Linked DNA regions of Mus musculus: regions 2 and 3 are each linked to region 1. A link is a contact called in public promoter capture Hi-C data. All regions are on one chromosome and are shown on one strand. The core of a region is the stretch at or near the end of the contact, and the rest is flanking DNA. Distances in the headings are between cores, read along the strand shown.

Region 1 (4,054 bases), core at 593-3,092:
CTTTGACCCAACCATCATTTTTCATTGCTCCACAGAATTACAGTTCTACCATTTGAGGAGTTCGTATTTGACCTTGCAGTATCTAACTGTCCCTTCTGCAAATTGAGGCTCAAAGGGGGAAGTCTGTCCCCTAACCTTGTACGTACAATGTTTGCAAACGTGTCAACTGTTACAATGCATTGATTTTTGCCAAAGTCAGACTCATGTAAAACACAAGACAGAAAACACATGATCAGACTCCCTTAGCATAAACGTTCCCGAGCACATATTTATTCCCTCCCAGCACTGTGTTTCTGTGGTGTCTCCTTCCAGTGATTTAATTTATGGATAGAGCATTAACAATACTCCCATTCCCAGAAGCTGCTCACGAAGTTCTTTTCCTGTGTCCCTTGGCAGACCCCGTGGTAGCAGTCCTAATCTGTCACCTTTTTATCTACTCCCAACCCTCTCTCGACCCATACATGAAAGTTAAAGCTCACCATGGAATTATTTTCTGTGTAAATGTGAAGTACACACTGTAAACAGTGATCCAAAGAAATAGCATCTAGGTGCCAGAGGAAGTCAGAAGTTACTGCTGCTCACAGTTGCATGGGAGATCCCAGAACCTCTCAGAGAAGAACGGAGAAAACGTGAAACTTGAGCCAGGCGGGCGGGCAACAGTGCAAGCTACGCAGGCATGCTTAACTGTTTAAGGATACTCTTCCTGTGTGACAAGGCTCAGGGGCCCCTAACTCTGAGAAACCAGAGGATGCTGAGATGTTTGGAACACAGAGCTGTGTGTCATCCGGGAGGAAATCAGAAGAGGAGCAACAAGGATTTGAAAGACAAAAGTGAAAAACAGTTTTCCGGGATGCTGGACCCAGTGGTGGACCACAGTAGCAAGCAAGGATGACTTGAGGAAGCAGACACAGGTGGAAAGCAGACTGGGAAGACAGACAGCCAGATGCAGTCTCTGGCTCCTGCGTGACCACAGTATAAGGTATTTCATGCTGTGTTCTTTACTAAAATATCTGAAGCACATGCATGCAGTTAGAGTAGTGGGTCTCAATCAGTGGATGGAGACCCCATTGGGAGTCACAGGGATTTATATCAGATATCCTGCATATCAGATATCCTGCATATCAGATATCCTGCATATCAGATATCCTGCATTTCAGATGTTTACATTACCACTCATAACAGTAGCAAAACTTTCGGTTATGAAGTAGCAATGAAATAATTTTCTGGTCTAGGGTCACCAGCGCATGAAGATCTATTGAAGAGTCACAGCATTAGGAAGGTTGAGAACCACTGACATACAGAGGAGAGGAAAATATGAGGAAGAAAAATTGCCAGGAGCATAAAGGACCAGCAGCCTTCAGAACAAAGTTTCTCAAGTGAATAGAATCACAATTGAGTTTTAAAATTTTTTTTATCCATTTAGACAGTTGATTCCTTATTTTTTCCAGAAATGCTCTGTACTCAGTTCTTCTGTGTCCCTTTTTTTACTGACAGCCACTTGCAGAGAGTTGCTGAGCATTAACGGAGGAAGTCAGATTACCATCTTGCTTTGTAAAGTTTCACGGCGGTGTAGATTTAAAGGCTAACACTGTCTACATCATGCAATTTATTAATAATTTTAAACATCACCCAGATGAAAGCAAATGTCATCATGAGTTAGTAGCAATGACAACAAACCAGCCTAGTGATTTATTTCTCAGAAATAAGAAGGGAGGGGTGCTCCACAGGTCCTAAGATTTTTTTTCTTTGCAAAACCCACTAGACATTTCCCTCGGTTTTGGTCTCAGTCTTACCTCGATGATTCTGCCGTGATTTCTCCCTTCTGCAGCTGCAGTTCCTCTTCCTCGCAGAGCGCCTTGGGCTTTTTATTCCCCAGAACTTGGCAGAGAACCAAACAGTCTAGGAAGAGAGCTGTGGGAGGCAGGATCGGGGCCAACTTTTCTCACTTCTTTGCAATAAGCTAATAGCATTCCTGCCAATGTTACTGTTATCGTTCTGTAAACATCTAAGACTGATTTATGCCTCCCCTCTACCTTTCCTTTATATCTTGATTTTTTATGTGTGTTGGGGGTGAGTGGTAGTGAAGGATGAGGTCTTGCTATGTAGCCTAGGCTGGCCTCTTAATTCATGATCTTCTTGCCTTAGCCTCCAGGGCTGGGGCTGCCGTCTGTTGACACCTGACAGGGCTGGTCAGCGCACCTGTTCTCCTCCTCTGTCTTGGTTGTAAATTTTAACTTCCAAATGATGGATTTTGTGGCCCCTTTCCTCCCAGACTCATAGCAGAATTAGCTCACATACAGCCCTCCCCCATCGTCATGTCCCAGCTCCTCTGCCCCTCACCTTCACAGTTGGGCTCATGGTAAGTTAAACTCCCAAGCCTGACCTTCAGCATTCCTTTATGGACAGTCTTCTGGTTTTTTATTTCACTTTCACCCCTGGCTTATTTTGCAACCTTCATGAAGATGTCACTTTTTTTTTCTTTCAATTTCTTTTATAATAAAATCGTTCCCTGTGGCACATCAGAAATAGGGAGCTTATCTACAGATAGAAACTCTCAGAGCTCCATGTACCTCAACATAGCTGACCTGCCTCCCTACTCTGACCACAGAACAATTAACCTACTAAATGATTGATGATGATAAAGGAAAGGAAACACTAGTGGTTTGAAGAGTCCACATGAGGAAATAAGAAACAAAAATCCTTTAGGAGAACTAGACTAAGGTACTTCATATGATGTAAAGTCACCACCAGGACAATAAAAATCTGTAGTTCCCACATAGACCAAACAAGGTAGCTTGAAGAAAAAAAAATAATAAAGACATGCTTCTAGGGATAAGTAGCATTTGCCTTCTTGCATAGAAACTTCATTGCAACAAGACTGATGTGGAGTTGAAACAGAGCCAACTTCCTTGCCCTTTCCAAAGGACCAATGCTCCTTCCCCTTAGCCACTAAGCAGCATCAGAAACAGATCCCTAGAGACAGGCAGCCAGAGCCAGACTGGATGGACTCGGGGGAATGTGCACTGTACGGTGGCAAGTGGAGGGCGGCATGTCTTAAGAGAGGAACAGGAATACCTGTCGAGATGTGATTGGGTTGAGAGAACAGAGCGGGGAGAAGCTAAGAGACAGATTGAGGCCATTCACAGAGTGACTACCCTCCCCACGTGGTAGGAAGAGTAAGTTACATGTCCCATAACTCAATTTTAAAATGAAAATGTCAGTGCGCTTGCGACAATCCTTTTTTTTTTCAGTAGTATGGATTATTTTTTTATTAGATATTTTCTTTATTTACATTTTAAATGTTATCCTCTTTCCTAGTTTCCCTTCTGAAAATCCCCTATCCCCTTTCCCTGCTCCCCAATCCACCCACTCCCATTCCTGGCCCTGGCATTCCCCTATACTGGGGCATAGAACCTTCACAGGACCAAGGGCCTCTCCTCCCATTGATGACCGACTAGGCCATTCTCTGCTACATATGCAGCTAGAGTCACAAATCCCTTCGTGTGTTTTCTTTGGTTGGTGGTTTAGTCCCAAGGAGCTCTGGGGGTACTGGTTAGTTCATATTGATGTTCCTCCTATGGGGCTGCAAACCCCTTCAGCTCCTTGGGTCCTTTCTCTAGCTCCTTCATTGGGGACCCTGTGCTCCATCTGATGGATGACTGTGGCTTGCTTCAATACTTAAGCAAACGGTTAGTGAAATCTTCTCCAGTTTGCCCACCAATGAACAGTGGAAATGATATAGAGAGAATAGAAGTGGCTCCTGGGCGGGGTTCTCTCAGTAACCGTTATTCACCAGGCAGGCTTCAGCCTACTGAATCATGCGCTAGTGAGTAGAAAAAAACCCCTGACCGTCAGACAGTTACCCATCTGGGGACGTCATCATTCCCAACCTCTTTGCTCATTCACTCTGTGCTGTGACAAAGAACATAACTAGGAAAGGAAGTGTGGTCTGCCAAGTGAATGGGGTCAAGGCCACTGATGAGCCCAGCATTTGCCTTGTGGGAGTCACGGACATGGCTCACTGTCCCTCTCTTAGTTCTCCATGTTAGTGCCC
Region 2 (4,054 bases), core at 1,070-3,569, 400 kb after region 1:
TCCTTAGGGGTTAAAATGATTAAAACGTTAGATTTTAAAAGTGTTACATTCGAACAAAACTACTAAATTTAGGAAACAATGTAAAATTCAACTTCTAATTATGCTCTTCCAAACAACTATTGACTTTAAATAGTTGCACTACATAAAAGTTGTTCAACTGCTCATAAATTGAAAACGGATCTCACTTAGGTACCAACTTACATTTACAACGCACATATTTAAAAATTCAATTCAGCACGGATCTGAGTATCACATTGCTGATGCTGTAATTGTTTAGTAACCTGCGGTTTTCATACCTTTCTGAAAATTAGGTCAGCCAAAACTTAGTGACAAATAGCCTAACTATGTAATAGTAAAAGAGAAACCAATTAAATTGCTTAAATTCTAGCATCGGTTTTACCACAGCTGTGTGTGCGGACAATCAAGGGCATTATCAGCACACCATGGTAATAAGCAGAGATCTAAAGGGTTTAACCAAACCAAAACCAGTGTTTCACATATCTAGCAAGGGCAAGGTCAACCAACCTCTAGTCTCTTTTCAAGACCACCACCACTCTGACATCAATTAGTACTGTCTCTCTGAATGCAGTGTGTGGGGGGGGATCTTAAAACTCAGAATTCTGTAATTTTTACAGATGTCCAGGAGCAACAAAAACCGGACGGGGGCTAGCCCATTCACCCCTTACTTTTTCAAGTTAATTCTCTTATCTACTCGGAACTCAAGGCACGGGAGGAAAAAAAAAAAAAAGCCAGGCTGAAAGCAAAGAATTCTGACCCCATGCTCTTTCTAAGCCTGGAAATAATAATTTCCAGGTGCGGCGCGGACAGACGTGAGCTCCCCGACTCTCCAACCATCCCAGCAGAGCTCTCCAGAGTCCAAGAGCAGCCAAGAAAAGGACTGGAGTCCGTGATGTGTGGGGGAGACCCGGAGCTAAAGTTACCAGATATCTACACTCAAACCCAACAAGTCTTTAAGTTTTCAGAAATCAATTACCACAGGACTGTAAATTCTGACACTTGGTAAAGACCAACAGGCTTTCCGGAACTCCACTAAACAACAACCTTTAAAGCAGGGGTGGGGGGTGGGGGAGCGGGGACGCCACAGCTGCCGGAGTGCTGGGGGACGCTCCAACAGATTGGCTCGGCGGCAATGGGGGCAGAGAGGCAGGCAAGTCTGGGCTCCGCCAGGGAGCTCCAGGCCTGGCGCGCGGCTGTGGGTGCCACGCGGGGACTGGGGTGCAGTGGAGACTGTCCGCGCGCGGCTCCAACTCGAGAGCGAGGGTCGCTCGGGGTAAGTCGGGACCGGCTGGGGTCGCTCGGGGGTAGTTAGTTGGGACGGGACCGCCGTCGCTCCCTCGGAGGGAGTCGGGACTGGCCGGGGTCGCTCGGGGGAAGTCGGGACCGGTCCGGGGTCGCTCGGCGGCAGTCGCGCCAGTTCCAGGGTCACTATAGGGAGGGTGATCAGGATGGTTCTGGGTTCGCCCGGGGTTAGTTGGGACCGGACGGTGGTCGTTCGGAGGGAGTCGGGACGGGGCCAGGGTCGCTCGGGGAGAATCGGGACTAGATCCGGGCCTCTCTGGGGAAGTCGGGACCGGACAGGGGCCGCTCGGGGGAAGTCGGGACGCCGGCGCCTACTTACTCGGCTGTACCAGATGCTGAGGCGGGCCGGGGCCAGCACGGCGAAGAACGCTCTCCGAGGGTCAGACTGGACGTGGAGCGGCGCCTCGGCCGGGCTCCGCGGCGCGCAGAGCAGCCTCTTGGGCCAGCCGCTCAGGAAATACATGGTCCGCGCGCGGCCCCGACAGCCCCCCGGCGGCCCCGGCCGTGTCTGTCACGCTCGGCGGCCCCGGGCCAGGCGCCCACCTCCCACACCGCCACCGGCCGAGTCGGCGGCGGCGACAGCGGCAACTCGGGGCATCTGCCCGGGGGCCGGGCCGGGCCGGGCCGACGCGATGCTGCGCGACGCAGTCTGGGACGCTGACCGGCCGAGGGTGGGGGAGGCGGGCGGCCAGTGGGCCCGCGGCGGGAGGAGCCGAGGCCGGCCCGCCCCGCTCGCCGCTCGCGTCAGCACGCCGCACGGCGCGGGGAGGCTCCGCCCGGCTCCCTCGGACCGCCCCGCGTCAGAACGCAGGCCGCGGGGCAGGACGTCGAGGGCTCGGGACGCCTTGCTGGCTGGCGACCTGGCGCGTGGAGCTGGGGACCGGGATGAGGCGACAGGCTCAGTCAGTGACAATCGGAGCGGCCGGGCCCACTTGCACGATCCCTGGATTGGCGCGACCTCCGGGGTTGAAGGGGGCGGGGCGAGCGGAGCGCGCGTCACGTGACTCCCGGGCTGCGCTTGGAGCTGGGTCTCTGCGACTCCAAGGCTTGGGGTTCGAGTCTGTACCCACAAATCCTTTGTGTGCTGCGGTTTAAAGTGAGAGCTGGTGATGTCCCTGGCCGTACAGAGCTTACATTCTAGGCAGGCTCTTTATTCAGTCACTAAAGTGCTTCAGTCTTGTCTGCCTGTTTAGTTATTAATGCTAGGCGAAGCCAGATGGGGTCTTTTGCAGCCCCAGTAAACTGTTCAGGAAAAGAAATGGACTTAGGTTTTGTGTTGATCCAGACTGGAGATACCGTATTGATGTTTTTAATTTGGGGGTTGGGAGGAATGAAGGGGTGCTCAACTTTTGGACCTGGAACCTTAAAAATAGCTGCAGCTTTTTGTAACTCTTTCAAAGTTTAAAAGTAACAACAAAGTAACAATCCGGATTTTAATAACAATGTAACTTTCCGTAATTGTTCTAACGCTTGCTTTTCGAAGACGTTGACTAAAGTCCCAGCTCACTAGCCTTTTGTTTCCAGAGGATCTCCTAGAATCTCTGTCCTGGTGTGTCCCACAGGCCAACACAGCATTCCTGGGATATTTTAAGCAGAGCAGACCTGAAAACTATTTTTCAGATTTTCATCTGTGTGGACGGAATCTTGATGATCCGAGTTACACCCGCTGGATAAATCAAGAGGTCCAGAGAGGTCTCTGCCTTGCCAATATAAAATCATAGAAGAACTTCGTTGTCTAGTACTTTTCAGACAGAGTTGTACACGTGGCAGAGGAAGTGAAAATGTGCTGCAATTCCATTGAGAATGTTTGCTCTACCTCTACTTCAGTGTGTTCATGTGCCTCACCAGTGTGTCTGCAATCATGGGCAGTGTAGATGTTTCTAAGTAATTTTTAATTGTTTTTTTTTTTGACCTCACTTACTGGTGAGCTTCTGGGTGGGATTCTCCTCCTGTGATCTTTTGTAGCAGCTAAGGTCTACAAAAAAATTAAGAGGATGCTTTGATTTAATTCCACAGAAAACCACAGATGATGGTGCTGGATCATCGCTAGTTAAAGTGCTGGATATGCCCAAGGTCACATGGCCTAAGAAAAACTGCTCTCCCTTCCAAGGACCCAGCAGTCTTTAGACCAGCTCAAGGTGAAGTGTGAGAGTGGCCTGAACATGGACAGGAGGAGGAGACCCTCTGGTCCTTTCTCACTTGGGAGTGATGGGTAAAATATCTCACTGTAAATCTCCCTAAGTGTTACCCACTGTGACTGAAACGTTATATAATATAGACCGACCTGAGGTTCAAAGATCATACTTTAACATTGTGAAATGTGCTAACAATTCCAGTGCTCAAATCTTCTGTCCCCCCGTACCCCCCCCCCATCACCACTTTCTCCCTCCATCACCACTCCAGCCAAACTCTCTGGATGACTTTGAACCTCACGTAAACTGGTAAAAGTAGGTACATATTTGGTTCTATCAGACTTAACTTTTTTATTACAAGAGTACTCTTGATCAGGGTGCATGGAAACAAGTACCTCTATAAACCATGTATTGGAGGATAAGTTGATACAATTTCTATAAAGACTAGTGCCATTATGTGGTCTATGCATGGAGAAAGAGACAGATATCCAGACCCTCCTATATTATTTTGTAAGGAGACACAGAGTTTTAGCCTTAAATCATACCTCATAAGCCAGGCATGATGGATACCTATTGTATTTGGCTATTCTTGGTAGCCGGCT
Region 3 (4,054 bases), core at 606-3,105, 280 kb after region 1:
TTTTATTATTTATTTTGAAGATATTTAAACATTTTTATTTGTATTATTGTGTGTTACTTATGGCTTACTTATTGCTGTGATGAAACACCATAGCCAAACTAACTCGGGGAGGAAAGGATTGATTCGGCTTCTGCTTCCACATCACAGTTCTTCATCAAAGGAAGTCAGGACCAGGACTCAAACAGGACAAGAACCTGGAAGCAGGAGCTGGTGCAGAGGTCATGGAAAGGGGTGTGGGGGGAAAGGGGTGTGTGTGGGGGGTGTTGCTTACTGGTTTGCTCTTCAGAACTTGCTCAACCTGCTATCTTATAGAACCCAGAACAACCTGCTCAGGGATGTCCCCACCCACAAAGGGCTGGGCCCTCCCCTATCAATCACTAACCAGGAAGGTGTCCTACAGCTAGATCTTATGTTATCACTTTCTCAATTGAGGTTCCTTCCTTTCAGATAACTCTAGCTTGTGTGTCAAGTTGATAGAAGACTAGCCAGCACAATTGTGTTTATATGATGTGTTTGCAAGTGTGTTTGTATGAATTGTGTGTTTGTATTTGAACACTCGTGTGTGCTTAGGTCAGTAGACACCTTGTGGGAGCTGGTGTTCTCCTTCCACCATGGGCCTAGTAGGGAAATGAAAGGTTGTCAGGCCTTGGGGGAAATCAGGGATGGACACATTTATCTTCTGATCCATCTTGTTAGTTCAAGAATATCTCTTCGGGAGCTAGAGAAAGTACCCAAGGAGCTGAAGGGGTCTGCAACCCTATAGAAGGATCAACAATATGAACTAACCAGTACACCCCAGAACTGTGTCTTTAGTTGCAGATGTAGCAGAGGATGGCCTAGTTGGCCATCATTGGGAGGAGAGGCCGTTGGTCTTGCAAAGATCATATGCCCCAGTACAGGGGAATGTCAGGGCCACGAAGCAGGAGTGAGTGGGTTGTGGAACAGGGCAGGAGGAGGGTATAGGGGACTTTCGGGATAGCATTTGAAATGTAAATGAGGAAAATATCTAATAAAAAATGAAATATCTAATAAAAAAGAATATTTCTTCGGAACCTTTGTTTTTAGAGTGCCCTGTGTGTCCGCGGAACAGAGCAGAAGGCTGTCTTGGGATCCCATTTGTCCTTCATTTGCTGTCTTTATGTTCTTCAATATTAAATAGGAATGAAAATATTTTCTTTTCAAAGTCTGTACTTAGCACACTGCTTGACTCAGCAGCTATTCATTAAATTATAGGTATTGTTATCTGTTAAATGAAAACAGCACTAGCCCTGGTAATTGGGGTTCTGTGTCTCCCTACTTCCTTCCCTGCCTCCTCTAGCTGCTCACCTTTGTAGCCCTGGTTGGCCTGGAACTCTCTACGTAGACCAGGCAGGCCTCTAATTTGTGTAAATCCTGAGTGCTGGGATTACAAATGCTTTTTTTTTTTTTTCCAAAAAAATTTTTTTTAAAAGACAGGATCTTTGTTATGTATTCCACTCTAGGCACAAAATAGGGATCCTCCTGTGGCCATCCTTCCTAGTGCCAGGATTACACCTTTGTCCAGTCCTGGTTGTGAAGTCTTACTTATTGATTTGGTAGGCAGAATCCTCCTTTTCCCAGTATTCATCAGCCCAGCGCAGGATAAATGCCTCGTGTATTCTGTTAAAGCGGCCTTGCACTTCTCTCTTGCTTAGGGCTGCTCATTTCTAGGTTTATGGGTGTTTTTCCCTTTGACAGTCTGCTGGCACCAGGCTGGGTGTCAGCCTGTGCCACCAAAGATCTCAGACTCAGGCACCAGGGAACAGCGAGGCGGACCAGCCAATCAGAAGAAATTTGGCCCTCTGCAGTTTCCGTCCGCTCACTAGGAGGCGCTGCGGAGGCCGCGGTGGCCCGGACTGTCGCAGGCTGGGGCGGTTGGTGGTGGCAGTTGCCGCCATGGAGTGGAGCTCGGAGTCAGCGGCTGTGCGGCGGCACCGCGGCACCGCGGAGCGTCGGGAGGGAGAGGCGGCCGCGTCGCACCGGCAGAGAGAGGCCTCAGCGCAGGAGGATGCGAAGGGCGTCGGGAGGATGTGGGGGAAGACGGAGAACGGCGGCGGGAGCCGGGTTGCGAAGACCGCGCTGTCCGAGGCGCGCACGGCGCTGGCGCTCGCACTCTACCTGCTCGCGCTGCGGGCGCTCGTGCAGCTCTCGCTGCAGCGGCTGGTGCTGAGCCGGACCTCGGGGCTCCAGGGCGAGTTCGACGCGCGCCAAGCCAGGTACGGCCGATCGGCCCGGCCGCGAGTCCTCTGCGGCCCCGGGGTGGGGGAGCGCCTGGTGGGTGAGTCCCGCGCGGGTGAGCCCGGCGCCACTGTGCCCCAGGCGGAGGAGGCCGGCGCTGCTGTATGCAGAGTCCCGGGGTCCTTGGGCGCACCTCGGTGGGAAGTGGGATGATCCTGCGCGTCCTCCGGGGGTCTGAATTGCGGGTACTCCGGGCTTCCTCGGCTCCCTCTTTCGCTTTCTTGGGGTGGCCAGATCGATTGAGTCTGCTTTCTCATCCACTCTCTTCCTCCTGCAGATGATTGGTTGTTCACACGCTTCATCATTCTCCTCTCTTTCTCGAGCAACTTCCACTTTTTACTTTGGTTAGTTCTCTGCATTTAAAATGAGATGGAGAGTGAGGTTTTTGTGCCAGGGCTGCATTACCAAGTCTTTCTGGGATGGTGTGGGAGAGGAGTAATGTAGTGCGTGCTAACCTTTCTAAGCACCACAGCCCTCATATCTGAAAGCTGTGGAAGGAGACTCAGAGTACATCCAGACAGAATTATGCCTGTAATTTCTGAAGGTCGCAGATGGTCTATGGCTCTTCTGTACTACGGATTGTATAGGGTTCAACATTTTTTATTTTATTTTATTTTTTATTTTTTTTAAATATTTATTTATTTATTATATGTAAGTACACTGCAGCTGTCTTCAGACACACCAGTCAGATCTCCTTAAGGATGGTTGTGAGCCACCATGTGGTTGCTGGGACTTGAACTCAGGACCTTCAGAAGAGCAGTCGGGTGCTCTTACCCACTGAGCCATCTCACCAGCCCCATTTTTTATTTTTTTTATTCTATTTATTTACTTGTTTATTTTTCGAGATAAGGTTTCTCTGTGTAGCCCTGGCTGGAACTCCCTCTGTAGACCAGGCTGGCCTCTAACTCACAGAAATCCTTCTGCCTTTATCTCCCAGGTGCTGGGATTAAAGACCTGCGCCTCCACTGCTGGCCAAGGGTTCAATTTTTTTTTAAATGACCTCAGGTGTATTTGAAAATATGAATTCTTTGATTCTGTAACTTGCATCTTAAATCAGATGAGTCCTTAAGCTAGTAGAAAGTTTTCAACTACTATTGTGTTTTAAAAGTTGCTTCTTTAGATGAGTTTTCTTAAGAGCTTTTTGGAAGGCACCCCCAGTCTCTCCTCCGGTCCCACCCATCCCTCATTGGAGTAGGGTTAATTTTGACCTGAACTGAAGTTATTAGGTTTGGTGTGTACAGCAAGAGGCTTGTGTTTATTGTTTATTCTTTTCAGAAGTTAATCATGCCTACTTGATGGCATTGCATGGCTATACAGATGGCTTCAGCCCCTTAGACCCAGTAAGGGACAATCCATAACTATCGGCTGGAGTCAGGCCAGTGAAGCTGTGTTGTCCTGCCTTCAGCACTCGTACATACTGAATAAGCCCTAGTCTTGGTGCTGATTTGGTATGGGTCAATGGAGAAAAGTGTGAAAGCATTAGTTCCTGGAACGCAGTATAAAATGATGAAGCTTCCAGATCATTTTCTTGAGATGTCTCTCTCTCTCTCTTTTTAAAGCACCTTCAGTTCCAGATCTCAAGAGTTAGAGGTGGAAGAGAGGCACAGTGATTTTCTTTTTCTTTCTGAGAAGTCAGAAGATCTGAACTTTCTGCGGTTGGAGGGAGGGAAGCACAGTGGGGAGTTGTTCCAAGCTGAGTTAGGCTTGTGCGTGTATGCCATCACCATCCTTCTGATTGTCTCCAGGGATTATCTGGAACACATAACGGCCATTGGCCCCAGGACTACAGGAAGCACAG

The links. Promoter capture Hi-C pulls out the DNA fragments that hold promoters and counts their contacts. Capture Hi-C pulls out chosen DNA fragments and counts their contacts.
Region 2: a promoter capture Hi-C map of adipose tissue shows a contact between it and region 1. A contact is called at or near these places in 1 of 130 datasets of targeted methods (pancreatic cancer cells) and 1 of 9 other capture datasets (adipose tissue).
Region 3: a promoter capture Hi-C map of liver shows a contact between it and region 1, with 3 times the contacts expected there. A contact is called at or near these places in 3 of 39 promoter capture datasets (the C10 cell line and liver), 4 of 130 datasets of targeted methods (the 230-238 cell line, the SCID.adh cell line, bone marrow-derived macrophages and 1 more) and 1 of 9 other capture datasets (adipose tissue).

Annotation. Positions count from the first base shown.
Region 1 is chr19:29,922,901-29,926,954 of GRCm38.p6, reverse strand. Il33 (interleukin 33) reads right to left here and starts at 1,842. Exons shown (of 8, transcript NM_133775.3): 1 at 1,794-1,842. Gm41832 (a long non-coding RNA gene) reads left to right here. Exons shown (of 5, transcript XR_877808.2): 1 at 1-979.
Region 2 is chr19:29,520,252-29,524,305 of GRCm38.p6, reverse strand. It overlaps A930007I19Rik (RIKEN cDNA A930007I19 gene), which reads left to right and starts at 2,319. Exons shown (of 4, transcript NR_015567.3): 1 at 2,319-2,416; 2 at 3,337-3,458. It overlaps Ric1 (RAB6A GEF complex partner 1), which reads right to left and starts at 2,024. Exons shown (of 26, transcript NM_001081319.1): 1 at 1,640-2,024. The coding sequence starts at 1,783.
Region 3 is chr19:29,646,216-29,650,269 of GRCm38.p6, reverse strand. It overlaps Ermp1 (endoplasmic reticulum metallopeptidase 1), which reads left to right and starts at 1,855. Exons shown (of 15, transcript NM_001081213.2): 1 at 1,855-2,234; 2 at 4,002-4,054. The coding sequence starts at 1,915.